2 separate regions of the Macaca mulatta genome follow, and region 1 is linked to region 2. Evidence: chromatin contacts called from public Hi-C data. All regions are on one chromosome and are shown on one strand. Each heading gives the region's core, a stretch centred on a gene start, on an enhancer-like site or on the middle of the called end of the contact. The rest is flanking DNA. Distances are from core to core; before and after follow the strand shown. Region 1 holds the start of COG4 (component of oligomeric golgi complex 4). Region 2 holds the start of ZNF19 (zinc finger protein 19).

Evidence for each region. Hi-C and Micro-C count contacts between places; a contact is called where the count stands out from the background.
Region 1: a Hi-C map of fetal cortex germinal zone shows a contact between it and region 2, with 2.5 times the contacts expected there. The contact joins the promoter of COG4 here to the promoter of ZNF19 in region 2. A contact is called at or near these places in 2 of 14 Hi-C or Micro-C datasets (fetal cortex germinal zone and fetal cortical plate).

What each region holds. Positions count from the first base shown.
Region 1 is chr20:69,329,493-69,333,710 of T2T-MMU8v2.0, forward strand. It overlaps COG4 (component of oligomeric golgi complex 4), which reads left to right and starts at 2,550. Exons shown (of 20, transcript XM_077984632.1): 1 at 2,550-2,731. SF3B3 (splicing factor 3b subunit 3) reads right to left here and starts at 2,291. Exons shown (of 26, transcript XR_013411154.1): 1 at 2,179-2,291.
Region 2 is chr20:68,395,059-68,399,564 of T2T-MMU8v2.0, forward strand. It overlaps ZNF19 (zinc finger protein 19), which reads left to right and starts at 2,698. Exons shown (of 4, transcript XM_077984539.1): 1 at 2,698-2,747.

The sequences.
Region 1 (4,218 bases), core at 1,300-3,799, 930 kb after region 2:
GGTGGAGGTTGCAGTGAGCCAAGATGGCGTCACTGCACTCCAGCCTGGACAACAGAGTAAGACCTCGTCCCAAATTAAAAAAATAAAGCACGGGACCTTGAGAAATCCAGCTTCATTGGTATAGAATTAACATACAGATTTGATTTTATTGTTAAACGAGGACAGAATTAGGAAGAAACGTCCTCATAAATAACTACTATTTCTGGGCTGGGCAAAAGCAGGGTGGCAAGATAAATCCTCCAGGCTAGAAATGGGTCCTAAGAGATATAAAATTTTCTACTTGAGACTAAGGTACATCTTTAATGTTCTAGGACCACAGGAAAAGACAAACAAAAAGGACCGAGGTTGAAAGACCAGGGAGTGGAGAACCAACCAACAAAAAAAGCAAAAGAGAGGAAGCTAGGAGCTGCTTCTGAATCCTTGAACAGCTCCCCCCGTTACTTTTCATATTTTGTAGCTGACGAGAACAGTCTACTTTCCCCTTTCCTTATAACTGATTCAATCCATTACAAACCTTTGGAATTCATTTTTTCCAAACCTAGTTGGATTCAGGTTCTCCAGCAACACTTTAATTCTTGGGTAGTGGAGGAAGGTGCATTTCGGAGGATGAGTCCAGTACTAGAAAAACTATATACCAGGCTGGGCGCGGTGGCTCACGCCTGTAATCCCAGCACTTTGGGAAGCCGAGGCAGATGGGTCACTTGAGATCAGGAGTTCGAGACCAACCTGGCCAAAACGGTGAAAACCCCTCTACTAAAAATGCAAAAACTAGCCGGGCGTGGTGGCACACGACTTTAATCCCAGCTACTGGGGAGGCTGAGAGGCGCGAGAACAGCTAGAACCCGGGAGGCAGAGGCTGCAATAAGCCGAGATCACCCCACTGCACTCCAGCCTGGGCGACAGCGAAACTTCGTCTCAAAAACAAAGCAAACAAACAAAAAATATATACCAGATAAATTTGGTAAGCTTTAAAACTTCCCCACGTCTGGGCTGGGGGCGGTGGCTCACGCCTGTAATCCCAGCACTTTAGGAGGCCTAGGTGGCTGGATCGCCTGAGGTCAGGAGTTCGAGACCAGCCTGGCCACCATGGTGAAACCCCGTCTCTACTAAAAATACAAAAATCGGCTGGGCGCGGTGGCTCACGCTTGTAATCCCAGCACTTTGGGAGGCCGAGGTGGGTGGATCACGAGGTCAGGAGATCAAGACTATCCTGGCTAACACGGTGAAACCCCGTCTCTACTAAAAATACAAAAAAATTAGCCGGGCGCGGTGGCCCCAGCTACTTGGGAGGCTGAGGCAGGAGAATTGCGTGAACCCGGGAAGCAGAGCTTGCAGTGAGCCGAGATCATGCCACTGCACTCCAGCCTGGATGACAAAGACCGACTCCGTCTCAAAAAAAAAAAAAAAAAAAAAAAAATCAGCCGGGCGTGGTGGCACGCGCCTGTAATCCCAGGTAGTCTACTCGGGAGGCTGAGGCAGGAGAATAGCTGGAACCCGGGGGGCAGAGATGCAGTAAGCCGAGATCGCGCCACTGCACTCCAGACCGGGCGACAGAGCAAGACTCCGTCTCAAAAACAAAACAAAACAAAACAAAAAACTTCCCCCACCTCTGTTTACCATTATTACAAAAAGCTTGTATGACTGCTCACTGCATCTTCTCCATCCTCCAAGGAGACATCATCGCATTTAAACTCTATCCTCCATTTCGCAAATGAGAAAAGAGAGGCTCAGGGGAGGAGACAAGTTGCCCAACTACCAAAATACAAATTCAAACTGGAGTCTTGGCTCTGAAGACTGTTTCCGTTATTTACGCTTTTAACATGCTCCATCATTCCATCTTCCCATCGGTGTACCATTTACTCTACCCAGAGGGGGACATCCATGCCTCCCGCTGCTTGTCACATCTCCCCCGTATCAGAGACCCCAGACGTTAAAAGCAATCTCCATGAGCCCTATTTTGAGCTAGGACATGTTCCCACCCTGTGGATGGAAGCGACAGATGATTGCAGGAAGCCGTTTTCGCGCCCCAACCATTCCTCTGCACCTCCTCCTGGTCCCCAACCTCGGACCTCTCGGGCCTAGACTGCCCGTGACCCCCGCCAAAGTCTCGGGCCCCCCTTCCATATCGCCGCTCTCCGCCTCCCCGAGCCCGGGGAAGTCTCCAGGCTGTTTTTTTACCCTGCAGCGAGAAGGATGGTGTGGATATCCGACGGATGCTACCTCCCTTCAAAACTTAAGCCACCACTGACTCCAACATACTGGCGTCCGCCATTAGACCGCAAGACAGGGGCATTCCGGTGGCGCGCGGCGGAAAAAGACACCCAACCCGCGCCTGAAGAATATATATAATTTTTAAAAAATGCTTCCGTCTTGCTTCCACACCGCATTAAAAATTATTTAAACATGCTTTATTGCTTTGCTTTTTCCAGGAGAACAGAAAATTAATAGGTTTTTAGAAGTAGACTTTTTAAAAAAAACACAGGAGTTCATTGGGCACTTCTGTGGGCTGCCCCAAAGAGGCGCCAACGAAGAGGGGGCCTCGAGGGACCGGAAGTGCCTAATGCGGACCAAGATGGCGGACCTTGATTCGCCTCCGAAGTTATCAGGGGTGCAGCCGCCGTCTGAGGGGGTGGGAGGTGGCCGCTGCTCCGAAATCTCCGCTGAGCTCATTCGCTCCTTGACAGAGCTGCAGGAGCTGGAGGCTGTATACGAACGGCTCTGCGGCGAGGAGGTGCGGGGCCGAGCCTCTTGTTTTTCATGGAGGATCTAGGGAGAGTGGGAGCCTTCAGTCGGGGAATCCGGGCTGTGGGAAGCTCTCCTTGCTGGGGGGATACAAAAGAGCGGGAAAACAAAGAAGCGGAAGCGTAGTCGGATATATGAGTAGACCTGTCAACTCTTTTCACGCTGTCGGACGCGCCGAGCTTGTTTTCCCTGATACCTGGGCGATCTGCAGCCTCTCCTGCCTAGACCCCCATTGATTTTCCTGATCCATGATCACCAGTTTCTCCACGGGAGTGAAGTTAGTCCGAGAGTATTTGCCAAAGTGCTTGGTTCTCAAAGTAATAAGCGCCCTTTTGCATTGGTTTAATTTAAAAATTATGAAAAGCGTTTCATCCTGTAATTTAAGAGGGAAGTCTTTGCAGGTAAACTTCTTGAACCGTTTTTAAGAATTCCCCTTGTGGGGAGTGATTTGGGGGTGTGATTTTAGCGTTTCGGTCAAATGCACATCTTTGTAGAGGTTTGAGCTTTTAAGACTCAGGCACAATTCTCTAATCTTGGACAGGTCACCTCATCTCTTGTACCCTTGGCATTTTATCAAATGAGGGTTGTGGACTAGATTCTCCAGTTCCTTTCAGTTCATAACGTTCTATCTCCCGTCTCCTTTAATTTTCAGTGGCAACTCGATGCTGTCAATTCACTTTCAAATGTCAGTTGGGTTCCTTGCCAGTCAAAAGAGATCTAAGCTCTAATCTAAGACCAAACTTTTAGCAAAGTTGAGCACGAAAGGCGCTTTCAGCCTGAGGGAGAGGGGATCGTTGATGTCTTTGAGTATTTTCAAGTGTAAACTTGCACTAACTCTAGCAATTTCTGATACATTTTCAGCAAGATGTGTGTGGTGTTTTTTGTTTTGTTATTTTTAGAAACAAGGCCGCTCTCTGCAGGCTGGAGTGCTGTGGTGCTGCAATCAGAGTGGATGAAACTATAGGCACACACCACCATGCCTGGCTAGTTTAGTGTATGGGTTTTTTTTTTGTCTGGCCTCAGCAAGATGTGTTTTAAAATTTAGTATCTTACCGGGTGCGGTGGCTCACACATGCAATCCCAGCGCTTTGGGAGGCCAGGACGGGAGGATCACCTGAAGTCAGGAGTTCGAGACCAGCATGACCAACATGGTGAAAACCAGTCTCTACTAAAAATACAAAATTAGCTGGGCATGGTGACGCATGCCTGTAATCCCAGCTACTCGGGAGGCTGAGGCAGGAGAATCACTTGAACCTGGGAGGTGGAGGTTGCAGTGAACCAAGATAGTGCCATTACACTCCAGCCTGGGCAACAAGAGCGAAATTCTGTCTCAAAATATATATGTATATACATATTTTTAGTATCTATCTATTTATCTATATATATATTTAGTATCTTGACTTAACATTCCTAAGCTTGCATTCATTCAGTCATTCAATATGTTGGGTGGAAAATTATGGAAATCCTACAGACAAA
Region 2 (4,506 bases), core at 1,448-3,947:
ACGGAGTCTCGCTCTGCCGCCCAGGCTGGAGCTCAGTGGCCGGATCTCAGCTCACTGCAAGCTCCGCCTCCTGGGTTCACGCCATTCTCCTGCCTCAGCCTCCCGAGTAGCTGGGACTACAGGCGCCCACCACCTCACCCGGCTAGTTTTTTTTGTATTTTTTAGTAGAGACGGGGTTTCACCGTGTTAGCCAGGATGGTCTCGATCTCCTGACCTCGTGATCCGCCCGTCTCGGCCTCCCAAAGTGCTGGGATTACAGGCTTGAGCCACCGTGCCCGGCCGTGAATTAGCTATTATTATTAATAATCTTGAAAACTCTCTGGGAGACTTTCTAGACAAATGAGAGTGGAAATTTTCTTCCTTCCCACTCCCTGAAAAACAAAAACAAGTTATTCCCAACTCTTTTTGTTTTTTATTTTAGTGTTCTCATCTTCTGCCCAAGAATATATTCAATTCTTCACCAAGTAAACACACAGGTTCCCATGTTTCTAAAGCCTAATAAAATTAACAATAAAAACTTGTTTTTGTTTTATATCCAGACTTAGTAGTCATTTATGTAATGTAAATATCCAGAATAGGCAAATTTATAAAGTAAGAAAGTGGTTGTCTAGAATTGGGGGAAGAAGAGAGGTGTGTACATGTGTGTCTGTTAATTTTCTATTGCTGCTGTAACAAATTGCCATTAGTGGCTTAAAACAACACTAATTTATCTGTTTTGGAGGTCAGAAATCCAAAGTGGGTCTCACTGGTATAAATTCAGGATTTAGCCTAAGGAGAGAATGTTTCCTTGCCTTTTTCATCTTCTGGAGGCCATCCACTTTCCTTGACCCTTGGCCCCTTCCTCCATCTTCAGAGCCAGTGAAGTTGGGCCAAGTCCTTCCTGTGCTGTCATCTTTGTGGTTCTCTTTCAATTCCCTCTTTCACATTCAAGAACTCTTACGATTACTCTGGACCCACCTGAATAATCCAAGATAATCATTTTTTTTTAAGACAGGGTCTCGCTTTGATGCCCAGGCTGGAGTGAAGTGGCTCAATCAAGGCTCACTGCAGTCTTGACCTCCCAGGCTCAAGTGATCCTCCCAACTCAGCTAGTAGCTGGGACTGCAGGCATGTGCCCACACCTGGTCAATTTTTGTTCCTTTTTGGATTTTTTTTTTTTTTTTTTGGTAGAGACAAGGTTTTGTCATGTTGCCCAGGCTGGTTTGAACTCCCAGGCTCAAGTGATCTGCCCACCTGGGCCTCCCACAGTGCTGGGATTACAGATGTGAGCCACTGTTCCTAGCCCCAAGATAATCTTAAAGTTGGCTGACTAGCAACTTTAATTCCACCTGCACCTCAATTTCCCTTTGTCATGTAACCTAACATACTCACAGGTTCTAGAGATCAGGACATAGACATTTTTGAGGAGAACAAAACGCCATTCTGCTTACCAGAGGGAAAGTGAACAGTGACTGCTGATGGTTATGCGGTATCCTTTGGGGAGATGAAAGTGTCCTGAAATGGATTGTGGTGATGCTTGCACAAGTCTGTGAACATACTGAAACCTACTTCATTTTATACTCTGCATGGATGAATTGTATGGTGTGTGAATTAAATGTTAATAAGGCAGGTGTGTGTGTTCAGTATTTCTAAAACTAAATTCTTTCCCTTTCTTGTCTGAAACCAGCTCCTCTTCTTCAATTCCTGATCTCAGCTAATGGCACCTTCATCTATCAGGTAATCCAAAATTCATGGCCATCACAAATTTCTCTGGCTGCCTTGTATTCAGTCATTTAAAAAAATGTCCACCGTTTTCACTTCCTAAATAGTTACTTAATATATCCCTCTTCAGACCTGGTCTTTCTTTCTTTCTTTTTTTTTTGGAGATGGAGTTTCGCTCTTATCGCCCAGGCTGGAGTGCAATGGCGCAATCTCAGCTCACTGCAACCTCCACCTCCCTGCAACCTCCACCTCCCAGGTTCAAGCAATTCTCCTGGCTCAGCCTCCCAAGTAGCTGGGATTACAAGCGCCCACCATTACGCCCGGCTAATTTTTGTATTTTTAGTAGAGGCGGGATTTCACCACGTTGACCAGGCTGGTCTCAAACTCCTGACCTCAGGTGATCTGCTGGCCTTGGCCTCCCAAAGTGCTGGGACTACAGGCTGAGCCACCGTGCCCGGCCCACTGACCTGGTCTTTCTTAACGTGTCTGGGTCTTTACCTCTAAGGAGGGCAGCTTTTTTGTCCAACTTCCCTTTGGCAATCTGATGACACCTTCAAAACCAATGAAAATACAATTAAACAGTTTTTTAGAATTTGTGATACAGAAATGTAAGTGCATCTTTACCAATGTGATGAAATGAAATGACAAGACTTAAAGGTGGGCCTCTAACAACAAGAATAATTTCAAATTAGTGACGAGAATAGCCATATTCTGAGATCTGCATCAACTGTAATGTGATATGAAAATATCTGTGATTTCTATCGGTGACAGTCACATGTGCGGCCGATACTACTGTAGTTTGTTGCCAACATATAACAGAAGAAAATGCTAAATTTCGGTTAGAGATTAGCGAAAACAATGATATACTTTCTTTCCTATTCAAGGTCTCTGAGGATCCCCGGGGGTGAAACTCCTCCTGGGGGGTAAAAGCACACAACCACTGAGAAGAGCGCTGCGGCATCCTAGAGAGGACGCGTGTGAGGCTGGGTGCAAGGCAAACGTAGTGACGCACTTCCGTTCACGGACCGCTTTCTGTTTTTCCTGAGGTGAGTGTTGGGATTTGTCGCCCAGGAGTCCTTGTTAGGCTCAGGCACTTCACCTGTAGAGAAGGCAGTCGGCTTCGTCCCTGATGCCTCAGTGGAGGGAGACAGGGCGGCCCCTCCAGGTCCCGGCAGCGGAGGCTGCTCGCGGCCCGTCCCGGTCTCCATCTGATGCCTTCGCTCCCCCTCGCCCGCGTCGGCGCCTTGGGAAATGTAGGCTGTGGATATGGGTGGCTGGATTGAAGGGATGCCTGTGTTCTCGACGCCGTCCAAACCCATCTGCTCATTGGGCCACAGCTGCTTGCTGAGCAGCAATGTGCCAGTTGCTGCTCTAGATTCCGGGGATGCAGCGGTGAATGAGGCAGGGCGTGGGCCCCGCCCCCAGGAAGCTTTCCGCCCAATGGGAAAGTCATATATTAATCAAATCTGGTCATTTCACTCCACCTGCCCGTGACTTAGTGCATGTAGATCGAAGACCAAGTTCTTGACTTGCGCAAAGCGTGGCTTTGTCCCTTGTGACTTCTTCAGCAACATCTAGCAGCACACTCTCCCTTGACTGCTACTACAGTCTTCTTGATCCTTGACTTCTAGAACATGATTTTGCGTATGCTGTTATTTTGTAAAGATTTCCTTCATACCTTAGTTAATTTATATTCTTAAGCTTTCCCATCCAGGTTAGTTTCCCCTGGCAGTGATAAGTTGTGAACTTAAAAGTTATTTGAGATAATCTTGATTAATGTGTGTTTCCTTTAGACTAAGCTCTGTGCGGGACGGGGTTGTGCCCCTTCTCTCTACTTCATCTCGTGTGTCACACGTGGCCTTGTATGAAATATGTATGAGATAAATATTTGTTGAATGAAGAAAGCACAAATCAATATATAATTTCAAACTGGGTTAAGTGGCATATAGGAAAAGGAATACGGCATGAGTGGAGCGTTTAACAAGGGCACCTGACCTGGTCTGTAGAGAGATCATGATGCGAAGATGAAGGGTGGCTAGATTACTGGAGAGAATGGCAGGCGGAGAATCTCAGTTACAATGGTTCTGAGGTTGGAGAAGAGTAGTTCATACAGAAGAAACAGCAGGTATGAAGGTCTTGAGTTAGCATAGAGGAAACAAGGCCATTGTAACTAAACTAAGGGAAAAGAGGAGGGTAGTACAAGATGAGGCTCACAGAAAACAGCATCATGCATTGAGTCCCTGTAGGGAAGATAATGGCTTTTTATAGAATATTGCTGTTTAGAATACAAAGTGTCTGTAAGAGATGATATAGTTAAAACAATAACCCAGATGTCTTAGTGTGTTGAGGTGGCCCTTCAGGGTCCTTTGGTAATCAGTTTCTGGTTTTCACAGCCCTTGAATGGGGCAGTGAACAAAAAAGATGCCTGCTCCAGGTCCAAGTAAAGGAAGACTTACTCTGAGATTTTTTTCCTGAATTTTCTTGGCTATTCTTGTCTATTATTTTATATTAACCTTAAAATCATTTTGCCAGCTTCTAAAAGCATTCCTGTTAGGATTACTATTGGACAGAATTTAGTATAGTTATTAAAGACATGACTTGATGGGGTGTGGTGCCTCATGCCTGTAATCCCATCACTTTGGGAGACTGAGGTGGGCGGATCGCTTGAGGCTGGTAGTTTGAGGACTAGCCTGGGCAACATGATGAAACCCCATCTCTACTAAAATTACAAAAATGAGCCAGGTGTGGCAGCACATGCTTGTAATCCCAGCTACTTGGGAGGCTGAGGTAGGAGAATTGCTTGAA